Regions from separate parts of the Sus scrofa genome. Here region 2 is linked to region 1. Evidence: chromatin contacts called from public Hi-C data. All regions are on one chromosome and are shown on one strand. Each heading gives the region's core, a stretch centred on a gene start, on an enhancer-like site or on the middle of the called end of the contact. The rest is flanking DNA. Distances are from core to core; before and after follow the strand shown. Region 1 holds the start of LOC100521998 (NKG2D ligand 4-like). Region 2 holds the start of ULBP1 (UL16 binding protein 1).

The links. Hi-C and Micro-C count contacts between places; a contact is called where the count stands out from the background.
Region 2: a contact with region 1 is called in a Hi-C map of liver, with 4 times the contacts expected there. The contact joins the promoter of ULBP1 here to the promoter of LOC100521998 in region 1. A contact is called at or near these places in 1 of 5 promoter capture datasets (liver) and 8 of 47 Hi-C or Micro-C datasets (embryonic fibroblasts, epiblast stem cells, heart right ventricle and 3 more).

The regions. Positions count from the first base shown.
Region 1 is chr1:16,057,556-16,062,474 of Sscrofa11.1, forward strand. LOC100521998 (NKG2D ligand 4-like) reads right to left here and starts at 2,232. Exons shown (of 4, transcript XM_013992491.2): 1 at 2,092-2,232; 2 at 1,238-1,501; 3 at 725-1,006. The coding sequence starts at 2,167.
Region 2 is chr1:16,116,657-16,121,575 of Sscrofa11.1, forward strand. ULBP1 (UL16 binding protein 1) reads right to left here and starts at 2,617. Exons shown (of 5, transcript NM_001004035.1): 1 at 2,447-2,617; 2 at 55-318. The coding sequence starts at 2,528.

The DNA of each region.
Region 1 (4,919 bases), core at 982-3,481:
CGCTCTCGTGGACATGTTCACTGTGGGGAGACGTTTGAGGAGGACAGAACTGGGGGTGCTCAATTGTGTCTGAAGGGGGGTGAGGGCTTCGGTCAGTGACACGTAAGCTGGTGAAAGGATCAGAGCAAGAGGAAGGAGAGAAGGCGGGGAAGCACAAGGACACATGTTGATTTGGGGACCATGTAGCAGTGCAGGGGGCCAGGATCTCTGCTTAATGGAGAAGGGGGCTCCTGTGCTGAGGGAGGTGGGCTGGAAAGGAGGATGCTGGGAAATCCTGTGCTATGAATTCACTGACTCCAGACAGGAAGACCCCCCAAGAAATCAGTCACTCTGTCCATCCATCCATCCATCCGTCCATCCATCCTGTTTTCTCTCTGCTTTTTAGGGCTGCACCTGTGGCATATGCGGTTCCCAGGGAGGGGTCCAATTGGAGTTACACCTGCCGGCCTACACCACAGCCACAGCAACGCCAGATCTGACCCATGTCTGTGACCTACACCACCGCTCACGGCAACGCCCCATCCTTAACCAACTGAGTGAGGCCAGGGGTCAAACCTGAAACTTCACGGTTCCTAGTTGGATTCGTTTCCGCTGTGCCACGATGGGAACTGCATCCATCCATCCACCATATTTTCAGTTATACCCACAAACGTGCTCACACCACACGAGGGCAGGCACTAGACCTTGGAAGAGACCTACCACCTCCTCACACCTGCTCCGTTACCTGTGGGCTCCTGCTCCAGAACATTCTCCCAGTGTCCTAGGAAGTCCCTCAGCCAGTGACCACAGTCTCCCACTGCGAGCTTCCTGAAATACTCAGCCAGGTCCTGGTCCTTCTGCCACTGCTCCTTGATCCCTGTGGCTCCGGGATTCACGACTGTCCAGTTCATGTCCATGGCGTCAAGGAGGAGGGCCGTCTGCCCATCGAGGCTGAAGTGCCAGGAGGCAGCGGTGACTCGCTCTGCTTCAAGCTGACAGCACAGCTTGGCCTGCAGCCGGGGAGCACCTGCGACCCCACACACAGAGTCATCCCGACCCCAGGGTCCCTCCTCCCCCAGGGCTCATGTGTCTGCAGTCTCGGGGCCTGTGACCTGCCCTGTCCTGCCCAGCAGGTCCCCGGGGCTCTGAGGTGGGACCCGTGTCCCATTCTTCCCCACCACATCCCTTCCCCACATGGGCTCTGTGCTCCCCTCCCTTGCTCACTGTCCCCAGTCCCCCACCCCCTCCCCATACTCACCCGTGGTCTTCTCTGTCCCCAGGTTGACCACATGCAGGACCATCCTGAGCTCTCGGCCCACTCCTCCCAGGGTTCCAGTCAAGTCTCTCCATGCTTTGGTGCCATTTACCTCCTCCCCCAGGGGGCCCGAAGCTGTGACCTGGTTGCTGTCACTGTCATACTGGAGGAGAGGCTTTGTGTCCATTGAGCCCTGGACTTCACACCAGGGCTGTCCGGGTCTGGACTGAGATGTGACAGCGAAGTCGAGGCAGAGCGAGTGAGCATCTGTGAGACAAAAGCACAGGTGTGTCCCCGAGACCCCCCTGAAGGGCCTGGCTGCAGAGGTGGGGTCTCCATGCGGGGTCCCCCTGTGGCTGCTGTGGCCTCTGTCCTGCCCCCCCTTTAACGGTCTCAGGTTTAGGGAGAGGCTGGGAGGCCACCATGATCCCTCAGGTCCCAATACTGTTACAAGGAGGATTTATCTGCCTTCTTTTTGTATTGGGTGCCAGTTTCTAAGCTGGCAAAAATACAGGACATTGTCTGTCCTCCAGGGACTTAAAATCTATGTGAATAAACCGGACTTTCAACAGGAAGGAAGCCACCATAGCATCCATGATACATTCCTAATGGGGTCCACGTACTCAGGAAAGGCTTCCTGGAGTAGAAGGTGGCACTTGTCAGGACAGGGAGAGCTGTCACACGAGCACAGGACCAGGGGCTACTCTTTAGCCTGGGTCCCCACACACTGGCTAACATCCTGGACATCCAGTCCAGCTAAACGTAACTGTCCTCCTAAGAACAGGTGGACAGGCAACCACCTGCCAGGAGCCCTTCCCCCGCCCCCCAGCCAGGTCTCCAGATCCCAGGACACTCACAGCGCAGTGTCTTCCCGGGTTCTAGCAGCAGTAGCCGTGTCAGTAAAAGCAGACCTGTAGTGCGAGCCAGTGACATTCCCCCCAGCAGTCTCAGGAGACTAGCCAGAAAAAAGGAGCCTGGGCTGTGTCTACACTTCCACCTCGGAGCACCTTCCAAAGTCTTTTAGTCCAAGCCTGAGGAAGCCCTATTGTTGTACGACAATGTAAAAAAACAATTAGACCAGGGAAGTTTTGCAAGTTTGCAAGTTTTCAAAATGTAATTCCTCATTTACAAAAAAAAAAAAAAAGACCTTAAAAACCAAATTCACTTAAATAACGTCCCCCACTCCTCCCCAAACCCCCTTTGCAGTGTGAGCTACACGGTGGAGGTTCTGTGAGCTCCTCTCCCTGATTCCCCCAACTTCCTCTTCTAAACCTTCCTGGTGCCCCATCCTTTCCTGCTCCTCCAGCTGCTCCCTTGGCCTCCAGATGCCACGGCTCCCATCTCCCGGTCCGTCTGCTCAGATTTTCTCCCACCTCCAGTCTAGTCCCACCCTTAACCTCTCAAACACTCAACGTGAGCAATTTTAGAAGAAAACATTTATGGCTTCATCTCTAAAGTTCACATAGGATTGTGCCCTCGACAGGAAAACATGATCATGTGTACAAACAAAATAAACCAGGGTGTTCCCCTTGTGGCTCAGGGGTAACAAACCAGACTAGCATCCATGAGGACACAGGTTCAATTCCCGACCGGCTCAGTGGGTTAAGGATCCAGCATTACCATGAGCTGTGGTGTAGGTCACAGATGCAGCTCAAATCTAGTGTTGCTGTGACTGTGGTGTAGGCCAGCGCTGTAGCTCTGATTGGACCCCTAACCTGGGAACTTCCATATGCCACAGGAGTGGCCCTGAAGACAAAAATAGCATAAAATAAAATAAGACAAAACAAAACCAAATAAAACTAGCAGAAAAGAAATAACCATATGGGTCAGGTCTGGCATTCTTGGGACAGCTGTTTACTGCTTATGTTGTCTTATTTTTGTCCTGGCATGGGAGTGCCTTTTTTCTTATTAGAACCTCCTTTTTTTTTTCATTTTTTTTATTACTCAAATGAATTTATCACATCTGTATTAGAGCCTTCTTTTAAGATCACTTTGAAATCAGTAGTTCTCTCTATGGACTGGTCCAATGCAGAGTCCCTTCTCCAGAGAGAAATATAAATTTAAGAGTTAAGTTTCTTCAGTCTCCTTGTGCATGAGGCACTTAGGAATGCCTGATAAGGAACCTTTTATCTAGGTTGGCAACAGTCTTTTAGATGATACTTTTCCAAGTATGTATAATTCTCTGGTTATCATGGGGTATCTGAGCCTCACCCAAAATAGATTATAGCAATCAGCTTCAAAAATGAGCTTAGAATATTTTCTTAATAATTCAAACTTTACAATAATGTAACATAGCAGCAAAAACTACTTGGGAGGTGAGTTTTAGACAGTAAACCCTAACCTCAGTAAACCAAACTAGAATTTAATATAAATTGAAACAATATTTTTCTTCAAAATTACCCTTTTTTAACATTATGATAAAATATTATTCAAAAATATTTATTGTAAATGCTTTTCTCAGTGAGATGGTTAGTGCTTTTTTTTCCCATACATCCATGGATAACTATTACTTTCTCTAGAATGAGAGTGGGTTCAGTATGAATTCTATCTTTAATTTTTTTTTAATTTGGAATGTTTTTAATGAATTTAATTACATTTATAGTTGTACAACAATCATTGCAACCTAATTTTATAGCATTTCCACCCCAAACCCCCCAACGTTACCCTCGTTTTAACAAAATATAGCCAAATTAAGATTTTATAAAGTATACCCCAAATGGAAAACACAATTTCTAACCGCTTCTTCTTCATTACTGGGGTTTCCAGGTAGCTGGGAAGAACCAAGCAGCTGTCTTGGATTTCCTATGGTCCTGATTGTTTAACTCACAGCTATTGTTTACCTGTCTTAACTTCTGTGATTTAGGAGCACACGGTTGCCATGGTACATGGGCATCAAAAACCTGACAATGAGGGGTTAATTTTTTTTTTTAAAGTGGGATGCACTTTACCTACATGTGCAATAACCGTTACAGATTTTGTTGTTTTTAGCTTTTATTTGACAATGTTTTCCCTGTAATTTAATCTACCAAATAATACTGGTTCAATAATTTTTCAGAGACACCTCCAGGGCTCTCTGAAGTATCCCAAAGTTAGCTGGAGGTCAGAAGAACTTTCACTAGAATTTAACACTGAGGAAATTGGTTAAAAATATAAAGAAAAGTTTATATAGAATCGTGGTTTATTGGTCAAATAGACTCATAGATTATTGCTAAATAATACTTATTCACTCAACCAAAGTAAAAGATTTCAAAAGCAAATACAAATTACTTAAAAGGCAAAGAAATTAACACAACCTGTTACCAAAAGCAGCATTTCAAAAACACCCCCCCTTAACAGAGACCAAAACCAAATTTTTCACTAGCTTACTTTTTCCATCCAAAATAACAAGATATAAGACCAACTTACTTTCCTTTCCATTAATAAAATGCAATACCAGGAGTTCCCATCATGGCACAACAGAAACGAATCCAACTAGGAACCATGAGGTTGCGGGTTCAGTCCCTGCCCTTGCTCAGTGGGTTAACAATCCGGCATTGCACGTGAGCTGTGGTGTAGGTTGCAGATGCGACTCGGATCCCGCGTTGCTGTGGCTCTGGAGTAGGCCAGCGGCTACAGCTCTGATTCGACCCCTAGCCTGGGAACCTCCATATGCCGCGGAAGCGGCCCAAAGAAATAACAAAAAGAC
Region 2 (4,919 bases), core at 1,367-3,866, 59 kb after region 1:
ACGAGAGCGGCTAAGCCCACACTGCTCCTCCCGCACTTGGATTTCCTGACTCACCCATGGCCGTGTAGTTCTCAGGCATGATGTCAGGCAGTTGCTCCTTGAGGAAGTCCCCAACGTCTTTGAGTGTTTCGATCTGTATCTCCCAGTTCTTTGTACCTTTCACCTTCTCTCCCAGGGAACTCACGGATTGGATCTGAGCAGCACCACAGTCACAGGAAAAAAAATCCTCTGCGTCCACCTGGGCTTGAACCACACACCAGGGGTGTCCAGGGCTGGGCTTTGGAATGATGATGAAGTTATAGCAAAGAGAGTGAGTATCTGTGAAGGCAAAACGCAGGTGAGGGTTGGGGTTTGGAGACAAGGATGCATAGACCCACTTCCCGCTTCATGTGACAGCAAAAATGTGGGGGGCTGGGCTGGCAGAACTAGGACTGTTTCCCCCACCCCGCCCCCACCCCCTGCCACACCAGGGACAGATCTGTGCTGCTCCCCTCCTTGAGGAGAAAAAGGGGTCCCTGCCTAGCAAGAAATCACACAGCCTGGATATGTCCCCTTGTCCACCAGGTCAGTACCCGGCATCAGTCAGCACATAAGCTTTTCCTCCCAGCAGCTATTGGGAAAAGGCCTGGAGCCAGAGGATGGGCAGAATCCAGTCCGGGTCCTGGGGGGGATGGAGAGCGTGTAGGGGCTGCTCCTGAGGAAGGGGGGTCCCAGTGGGGGCAGATAAGCAGAGAGCCCGGAGCTGGACAAGGCACACTTTGCAGTCACGGGTCTCAGGATTCAGCCAGGCCCGGGGAGAGGCCACTCCTCGGCTACTAGGCTGGGTCTTGGAAGTGGAAGGAGGCCCGGCCCCCACTGCCTAAAAAACAGGAAGTCCAGAGCTTCCGAGGCAGCTGGTAGAGGAGGGGATGGAATGTGCCAGGGCAGACGTGCCATGGAAGGGCAGGAGCGTGCGCGGTCAGCCCTGCTCCCTGGGAAAGCCTGAGGACTCCATGGAGCTACGAGGAGAGCTCGGATGGGAAGCGAGTCCAACAGCTCAAGTGAGACAGCCTGGGAACTGAAACCTCAGACTGAAAAGCCTTGGCTGCAGTTCTTGCTCCTGGATAAAAACCTCCCCAAAGTATTAGAACTCAACGTAAACACAAGGGACCAAAAAGAGTTGGGTGCACCCTTAGTAAGGAAATGATGCATTAGCATGAAGCTGCCACCCCCACCTTGCTGTCTCATTCACAGCACCCAGAAGCTACAAGGCCGCACAGGGCATGTTTCTGGCTCTTCAGCACCCAGCAGCTGGGGCTCCCCTAGGACCATTCCCTGGGAGGCGGGTTCCCCAGAACTGAGATCAGAGACTAGGGCAGTGGCCAAACCTACTTCCCCACTGCTTTGCATATTGTCCATGGCTGCTGTTGCGCCACCACAGTGGGGGCTGTAAAGGCAACAGATTTCCCTTCTGCCTTTGCGAGAAAAAGCCTGCAAACCCCTGTCCTAATGAATACCTGTTAAAGGCTGGGGGCTCCCCAGGGGGTACCAATATGAAGGTGGGGGGCCCCCGCCTCACCCTCATTCCCTGCCTCACACTTTGGGAAACTGCTTCCAGTCCCTCCTGCTTGAAGCAGTCGTGGGTCAGATTCCCAGGCTGTTGCTGGACTATGTCCTCAAGCCAGGGATAAGGGGCCAGTTGGAGGGGGAAGGAAATAGGGCCCCTTCATAGGTGGGAGGGTGTGGGAGGTCCTGGGCCTCTAGGGGCCCCAGGGAGATGGGTAATAAAGAGTATTGTAACCACAAGCAGGACCCTATGGGGCGATCTGGGGACAGGCACCACCCAGGCCCCCCTCCCCCCCACCCTGTCCCTCTGTCTCCCAACCCCTTAGACGCCCCCTCTAACCTCCTCCCCCTCCCTCCTAAGCCCCCATACCCTCCTCGCCCACCACCCTCTTCCCACCCCCACCCCACCCCCACCACGCCCGCCGACAAGCCCGCCCACTCTACCCCACTCCCCATCCCCCCGCCCCCTCCGCCCACTCTACCCCCCCACCCCCACCCTGCCGCCCCTACACCCCACCCCCTATCCCCCTCGCCCACCCCGTCTGGTTGTCTCAGGCAGTATGGCCACCTGTTCCTATGGCAGCCTATGGAGCTGGCTGCCTGTCCTCCGCCGCCCGGCTGCAGGGGCTCCACTTCCCCAGGGGAGGACTCGGGCCTGGAGGCTTGCGGTGCCCCATTTCCTGGTGTCCTCTCCGTCCCCCCCAGCCTCCTGGCGTTACTTTTTCACTCAATTCGCCATTTGGGACCCAGAGGGAAGTCACAGAGGAGCCGCAAAGGCAAAAGAGTTTCGTAGGGGCGCCGGCCCCACCCAAGGAGAAGTTTCGCAAACCCAAGCGGACGCTCCATCTCCCTCTCTTTAGGCGCGGCGCCCCGACCCCGCCAGGTTCATCCCCGAACTCACCGCAGGCCGCCGGGCATAACCGGAGAGAAAAAAGCAGACTCAGGAAGCCCAGACCCGCCGTGGAGCCAGCGGTCTGCGCCATCGTCACGGATCCTGCGGGAGCCGCGACTTTGCAGAGCGCGCGCCCGGGTCTGGAATGCAGATTCCCCAGCGCCCGGTGGCTGAAAGGTGATGGCAGGCTGTTTCCACGCCCCCGGAGCCCTGCCCGGTGCCACTTCCTGTTCATGCCCACGCTCTGTCCTCCTGCTCCTCGGCCTACCTTTTCTTCTGGTCCTTCGGCTGTCCCGTCTCCCGTTCCCCAAGTCCCGATTTCAGTCAATCCTGCTTTGCTTCAAAGACTCCGGCTTTTCTTTGCGGAGAACTCTGCCAGCCTAGCGAAGGGACTGAAGACCTGCCGGGACCTGTAGTGTCATCGACGATGTGTTTTCTAGTAGTTTCTATGCCAGTGGAGCCCAGGAGTTTTTGTGAACCAGAAGAAATGTTTTTTTAAAAAAAATCCAGAGGACCAGAGGCAATTTTATCTTCAAGTTTCACGGGGGAGCCCGGAGGCAATGATGAAACTTTTCCGGAACAAATATGCCACAGCGCCCCCTGGAGGCTTCAGAGCCCCCTGGATGGAGGCTTCAGAGCCCGATGGGGATTGGGGTAGAGGGGGAGGGTTTGTGGGCGGGCGTGGTGGGGGTGGGAAGAGGGTGGTGGGCGAGGAGGGTATAGGGGCTTAGGAGAGAGGGGGAGAAGGTTAGAGGGGGCAATTCTTCCCTCTTTTGTCCCACTCACTTAGTCTTCAGGTGGCCTCCAACTAGTGCTTTTACAGCCCAGAATTCACACCTAGGCTGTCTGCTGATGCAGAGGGAGGCATCAGTGGTCGAGCCTGGAAATGATTCCTAATTCTTGGTAAGTGAGTCCTTGTCTCAGGTCCTTACCTCCATCCAGAGAGACAGCCAGTGACGTTCAAAGTCTCTGGCAAGACTGTGACACAGAGATCCATGGCTCTGCTCTCCCAGGTGGTCCTGGCCTTTGCCCACTTCAAGGGTGGCAGGGCTGAGACCAGAACTGGGAGGCCTATGCTGAGTCCTTTGCTGGCCAGGGGCCCCATTCCATCTCTTTTCCTTCCTGAGCCTGGGTTTCCTATTGAAAGATGTGGGTGGGGATGAGTGCCAAGCTTAAGAAACACCAGGAGTTCCCATCGTGGCTCAGTGGTTAAAGAGCCTGACTCTTATCCATGAAGACTCGGGTTTGATCCCTGGCCTCGCTCAGTGGGTTAAGGATCAGATGCAGCTGGGATTCTGAGTTTCTGTGGCTGTGGTGTAGGCCAGCAGCTGAAGCTCCGATTTGACCCCTAGCCTGAGAACCTCCATATGCTGCCGGTCTGGCCCTAAAAAGACAAAAAAACAAAAAAACAAACAAACAAAAAAAAAAAAACAAAGAAAAAGAAACACCAAGCAATCAGCTAGAATTTTCTCCTGACTACTGTTTGTGAAGTTATGCTCTGTTGCTCAGACCCATTGAGATCACCTCCCTGGGGAGTCTGCTCTCACGGGGGCTTTGAAACGAGTCCAGGTTCCAGGAGCAGGCCCTGGGGGGACTGTCCAGGTGTTCGCAGGGGCCCCTCTTCCCGGTCCTGGCCAGGTCTCTAAGGCCATCCTTCCGCCTCTCTCCCGTCCTCCCAGTCACTTGCCTCTTATCCAGCCTCCTCCATGGAGGCTTCCAGGTCCCTGGGGTGGTCTCTTCCCGTGGATTCAACCCAGGCTCCTAGCCCCCAGGCCCGTGCCTGCAACTCTTTTCCTGACACACAGATCACCTGAACCCACCAAGCTGGCGCCCCCACCCAAGCCTGAGTCCTGTCCTCCTCCCAGCCCCCATGTGTCTCTTGTCTCCAGATCACCACACGGGCCCCTCCCAAAGAGACTCCAGCACATCGGTGATGGGGGCAGGGAGGGGGTGGTCTCTCTCTCTTGTCCTTGGTAATAAGAGCAGAGACAGGCCCCGGGTCCTGGGCCAGGCCTCTGGCACTTGCCCACAGCCTGGGGACAGTGGGAGTGAACTGGGAAGAGACGCCATGCCTGTCAGCCAAGGAGGGTGCAGAGTGGAAGGTCTCTGTCTGTCTTTGTCACTTAGGAAGAGGTTCAGTGGATGAGGACAAGCGGGACTCATGGGCCGTCCCCAGCGCTCACAACAGGCTAAGGGACGCTGGGCCTCCCATGTGCCTCATCAACACAAGAAGCTGGTGCAGGAGTGATGTTATGGCTCACCTGAGGGGGGTTGGGGGTGCGCCCATGGAATCCAGCTTGTTTGGCCTCAACCTGTGCGTCTAGGGAAGTGGGCCCCAGACTTCCGTGGACCCTCCCCCCAGCTATGGGTCCCCGAGGTCACTCACCTTCTCACAGATGACTGAGCAGCAGTGCGCATGAGCTGCTCTGTTACCCAGGTGATAAAGGACGAGTTCTGCGGGCAGTGACACCCAGAGTTTGGA